Linked DNA regions of Gasterosteus aculeatus: region 2 is linked to region 1. The links are chromatin contacts, called in public Hi-C maps. All regions are on one chromosome and are shown on one strand. Each heading gives the region's core, a stretch centred on a gene start, on an enhancer-like site or on the middle of the called end of the contact. The rest is flanking DNA. Distances are from core to core; before and after follow the strand shown. Region 1 holds the start of stxbp6 (syntaxin binding protein 6 (amisyn)). Region 2 overlaps stxbp6 (syntaxin binding protein 6 (amisyn)).

Region 1 (2,723 bases), core at 151-2,650:
TGGTGTGGAATTACAATGCTAGACGACTTTAATACAATCCAGGAGAAGAAGGAATTTGTGATATTGGCGTTATTTTGTTTTTCAACTGCATGGATGAGAGAATCATTTGTGGAGGCGGTAAACGGATTTTATTCATATGGGAAAATAACAGAATAGCGTCTGAAGGAAATGAATACGGTTGTCCTTATATTCTTAAAATGACACCTTTTCAAAGGACTTTGGTGTTGCAGCAGATTACCACAGACAAACAAACTAACTGCAGTGTATTGAAGGAAATCCGAAGCATTCGTTTTTGATCTCGAACTGCGGTTTGTGCGCCAGAAGTGGATTTGTTCATCCCTCCTCATCAAATTGACAGACATCTGCCCCGGTCGAACCGGTCCTCCGCTCATCGTAAACAGTGGCTCCACTGCTCATCTTTCCCCTTCTGCAGCACGTTGACAATCAAATGAAACAGAAGCACGTCACACTTGAAGCGTCTCAGATGAGGCAGCATTGCCCAAGTGTGTCCGAGTGCGTCCACGATGTAGACGGAGCTTTCGAAGGCAGTCGAATCAAGGGAGGAACTACAGAAGGGAGACTGGAATGACTTGAACTCAGCCGAGCAAAACAGAGACAGACATATGCAGTTCCACTGCCTCTGTGTGTGTGTGTGTGTGTGTGTGAATTCCCAAGGAATACGTCTCTGTTGTCGTGGCTTTGGAAACAAATAATGGTGGTAAACTAGAGGTTGAGCACAGGTTCCTGTAGTGGGCGGCCGTAAAACAGGTAAAAGAAGTTAAGCAGCTTTTTCTGGGGAAATACCCTGATACTTTTCTCATTGACGATCATAATCTCGGGAGCCGTTATGCGCTACATGCAGCGTCACGTTTAAAGTGTTTCAGTTACAGGGTGAAAAAACTAAAAGACATTACCTCCATAATGCTGTTACAGTGGATAAGGACTTTGAGTGACTATTGTGGGGCCATAACCTCGTCATAGTCCTCTGTGCGAACAAGTCATTCAAAAAGTGAAGAGCTAATCATTTTTATATAGTGAGCATTGAAATGAATTATTCAGTTGGCCACACTGTGGGAAGCTGTTTAAAAAAAATACTCATTACATAACATCCCCATAAGGATTCCTCAGTGCAATTGTCATGGACACGTTTATTGCGTTATTGGGTTTTTAGGGTCGCAAACACAGATACTAGATTTGTTTAATTCATAAACTGCACTGTAACTTTTATTTTTAAGCTTGTTTGTTAAGTTTATACATATGTTTCGATAATAAACACCAAAAACAATATTACTCATCAGTATCTACCAAGTCACATTCTAATCATCTGCCTATTATTAAGCTGCGGAGTTGGAATGTAACTTTTCGGGATTGTATCTTTGAGTAAATCCACTGGATTAACTAGTTGAGTCTTGGGTTTGTGGATGGAAAAACCTGCGCTACTAGTTGTAAACTGTCACGCGGACGCGCGCTGCGTGCTGCTCTGACACCGTGCGCGAGGACGCAGTTCGTGCGTCTGGGAACCCGGCTACTGGTTTGGTTTCATGTGCGCACGCACGGTCGCACAACCCACCCACACACACGCGCGGACACACGCAGCCGCAGTCAGACAGCCCCTCCGCAGACACGTCGGCGGGGAAAACAAACTCTCTCTCCGCTCCCAGAGCGACGAACGGCCGCCGTGGAAGTGAAGTGGACGCGATGTTACACGCGAGTGGCTCCCGTTCAGCGTGACGAGGCAAGCGGGGAGAGGCGTCTCAAAGCGGGACACGTCGGTAAGTCCACGCGAGCTCCGACGTCTGCTTTCAATCCGGTTTGACACAATACGTGTAGTTTGTTTCTATTATTTTGTCTCCACTGCTCAACGACGTTTGCACCGCGTCGCCTTGCCAGTTGCGACAAGTGTGCGTGCGCGGTGACTGTTGGCGCGCACGTGCTCGTGTTGCGCCAGGCTGAAGTTGCTGTTTTTATTTTCTCCAATTAGTCGCGCGGGGTTTTGTTTAGTCGCGTTGCTCCTGTTGAGCGTTGCGGGGGCCTTTGGAGAGCTTGGCGATGACGCGTCGTTGACTCGGAGCTTTTGGAGAATTCGAGTCAATTTCCATTAATTGTCCTGTTTATGTGTCTTTGTTCAGAAACCAGTTTCACTCACTACTTCGGGTCATTCACAAATAGTCCAGTGAAATTCGGTGTCGGGTGGAGTCTACCTCGAATAGGATGATTATGGGCTGTGGGCTTCTGTCTGTTCCTTTTTTCACAAGGCCACAATTGTGGTCACCTAAATGATCATAAAGTCTCCACATGGTGACGTTATGGTCTCATAATAATGGCAGTTTGTGATGAAACGCTTGTTGCAGACCAAAATAATCCTGGAGGGGAAAAGTGAATCAATATATTTAATCAACATTAAAAGTTAATTTAAACTATTTCAAACACCCAGTTTGAACTGTAATCTATTTGTTTACAGTTAAACCCATTACATTTCCAAAATACCTTCTCATTGGAAACATCTAGATCTGGATGAAAGCAGAAATGACCAAAGGATAAAACATTTGGGCATCACCAAAATAGAAGAAGCGAGCCTTGAATCTTCATCATGACCATTTCATTCTGAATGAATGTTTACCCAACATGCTTGGTGTTGTTTTTCCCTGAAATGGTTGGTCTTGTGCTTTGTGTAATCAAAAGATAGAAGTAAATTCCTGAAGGCCAATTATCTCTCCGGCGCT
Region 2 (2,995 bases), core at 331-2,830, 34 kb after region 1:
TTTTCAAAATCGTTTTGCCGAAAAATAAGATGTGTTGGAGCTTTAAAAAAAAGACAAAATGTCACACGCAAACCAGCAAGGAGGCTTTTGTTTTTTTCGGAGATGAGAAGCAGACTAAAGACTGACCGAAGGGGAACATTTTCCAAACACATCGATGTTTCTGAGATGACACAATGGGAAAGCGGAAGCAGGGGTTTGCTGCCAGGGTTAAAAAAGCAACACAAAAGCTTGTAAAAAGATAATAAAAAGGGGGTCGGTATCCAGCCACACACCCATCCAGCACACAGTAGAACTATGTGCTTCAATGATCTGTAAACATGGACATCTCTGTATGTTAAGAGTCAAACACTGATGTCAATGGGAATAAAACGGAAAGTACTGCAGTGTTGAGATTAGTGCGGCAAGGGACACAATTATCTCATTAAAGGTAGAAAGGTCCCAGGCGCCTCTGTTAGTTATTAAAACATGTTTAGCCTGTATCATTAAGTCCATTTGTCTCCTGTGACTTGTTCATACGTCCATTCTTGGTCGCAGTGCAGCATGTTAGTGACTCAGCAGTAGAAGAGGAGACAGGTTGTGTCCTGCAGAGTGTAAACACACTCAGCAAGTTGTGCTTTGGCTGTAACAATAGAAGAGAAACTCTTCATGTAATATTTTGTATGAATGATTATTCCGCGCAATTTGACGGGGTAAATGTTAGAGCCAGATCCATGTTTAGAGAGTCTGTTAAGGGTTAGGCTTCGTAGGAAATGTTACCATTGTCTTTGTTGCTATTGGCTTCAAAAGGGAAACGTCTACTCTCAAAGCCTGCCTTTGTTTCTGCCGCCCACAGAAGGTCTTCGCACTTTTGCTTGACTTGAATGTTCCTCCTCATGTGACCTGAACTGTCCATTAACCTTAATCAAGACTTGTCCAACTACACAATAGACATCAAGGCTGCACATTACACAACGTTTCAGTTAAATCTTATCTGGTGTGTTTTATTGTTCTTGTTCCAACAGTGACAAACAAGAAACCCTCTCATGTATCCATCACCAAGGTGAAGCAGTTCCAAGGATCTTCTGCCTTTGTGAAACGGTCACAGTGGACAATCGACGAGCTAAGACAGGTCAACGGCATTAACCCGAACAAAGTATGTAATTCCCCGACCCCCTACAACCATTTCTTTTATCCAACTATTTAAAACCCCGTTGCCACTACCTTCCTTGTTAGTTTAGATGTTTCTCTTTCCTGAGCTCACATATTCACTTCGCTCACGTCTCTCTCTATCGCTGTTTCAAGGACTGCCCAGAGTTTGACCTAATGTTCGAGAATGCCTTTGACCAGTGGGTTGCTGGTTCGGCGGGAGAGAAATGCATCTTCATTCAGATTCTCCACCACACCTGCCAGCGCTACAGCGCAGCGAGGAAGCCGGAGTTTGTCAACTGCCAGTCCAAACTGCTGGGGGGTAAGACGGTCCAAATGGACACCGCTAACTGTCCTGGTTAATGCTGATGCTGCTCGGCAAACACCACGCGGCCGCTGCCATACTGTGCCGTAAGCCAGTTTGAATCTGATTATGCATGGTGACAACCAGCACCTGGTGTGTATGAAAATGCATGCTTAATCCTCGTACACAGCATCTGTTGGGTGCTTTGCCGAAGTGAGGTCGATGGAGACGGCCAACAAAATGAGTCGGCTGTGACTCAAAGCAGCTGGCGCACTTCAACTGGTTTAAAGCACGCAGAAGGTCGATACGACCACTAAATTATAATGTTCCTTTCATTTATTTGATGTTGATTTAATTGTGTGGCTTAAGCGTGAGACTCTTATTTTCAATTGGTTTATCACCCTTCAAAATAACATACGACACTAAAAGCCGTAACACTAACTTTCCTCTTTGAAGTCAGTATTCAAGTGAAGCCCAGCTCATATGTGAACACACGCTGATCGGTCTGCCTCACATATATGTGAATCGATTACAAAACACATATTCCTGTAGTTAAAATGGTTTGCTTGTAATTGGTGAAGTTTCCCTTTGAGAACTTTCATTCACGAAGCAAAGAAAGTACTTTTCAATACTTTTAACTCTGATCCTCTGCACCTTTCTGGCTCAATGTGTGTGAGAACCCACCATCTGCTCATTGATGACACAGCTGTCGATCTCTCTAACGTGTTGCCCCGACCTCCCTCCTACTCTGAATACTGTATCTCTGTTTAACACGCTTAAACCAAACCCTGGTGCGTATTATAGTCTCAGTATGTGTAGGTGGAAAGAGTCCCTGACAGCACTGAAGAGGACAGGGGTCTTTAGAGGAGGAGACAATCGACCACACACCTCCAGTACATCTAGTTACAGATGAAGCATTGGTCTCGTGGATGATTAGGATTCACATACCGCTGCCTGTGATAAAAGGGCTCGCACAAAAACAACCCGTCCTGTCTTGGAATACACTTTTTTTTGGAGAGACATCCGCAAACCGCTTTTGATCAAGATGTAATGACGCCATGCTGCCAGTCCAACTAGCTAATGATGCGGCCGTGACCTTCTGGCTCAGGGTTAGAGGATGTCGTCTATGACGCACATTGAGACTGGAGCAACAGAAAAAAAGATGCCAACTCTGTCCACCGCAGTTTAAGTCTCACACCAGTGCAAAACAAAGATCATGACGCTGCTCAGGTGTGGGACCATGACTGTGGGAGACTCCGGCTGCAGGATCCTCTGGGATGGCATCATCCACAAATGTAGACTGAACTGATTCTAGAGTTTTAGACGTATTATTGCATACCTCCCACTTACCTGACTCTGAACAAATAAGTCTGATAGCAAACCGGATGCTTTTAAACTCTCAGCCTTCGACAAACATTTCAGCCAGTTGCTTATGTTTCATTCTTAAGAAGGTCAGCGGTCAGTTGATGGATGACTCATCAAACAGTTACTAGTTTCTCTGTTCTTTTCTTGCATGGCATTTACAACTGAACCTCTTAATGATTTAATAACCACAAAAAACGATAA

Evidence for each region. Hi-C and Micro-C count contacts between places; a contact is called where the count stands out from the background.
Region 2: a Hi-C map of skeletal muscle shows a contact between it and region 1, with 2.8 times the contacts expected there. The contact joins the enhancer-like site here to the promoter of stxbp6 in region 1. A contact is called at or near these places in 5 of 6 Hi-C or Micro-C datasets (liver, skeletal muscle, tail fin and 1 more).

The regions. Positions count from the first base shown.
Region 1 is chr15:10,189,041-10,191,763 of fGasAcu3.hap1.1, forward strand. It overlaps stxbp6 (syntaxin binding protein 6 (amisyn)), which reads left to right and starts at 1,401. Exons shown (of 6, transcript XM_040199906.2): 1 at 1,401-1,772.
Region 2 is chr15:10,222,436-10,225,430 of fGasAcu3.hap1.1, forward strand. stxbp6 (syntaxin binding protein 6 (amisyn)) reads left to right here. Exons shown (of 6, transcript XM_040199906.2): 3 at 1,002-1,132; 4 at 1,282-1,447. Among protein-coding and RNA genes, the nearest start is that of stxbp6, 33 kb to the left of the region's middle. Within about 2 kb of position 1,581, at least 2 of the 9 cell types and tissues checked have open chromatin away from gene starts, as enhancers often do. A contact at or near this core is called in liver, where this site is marked.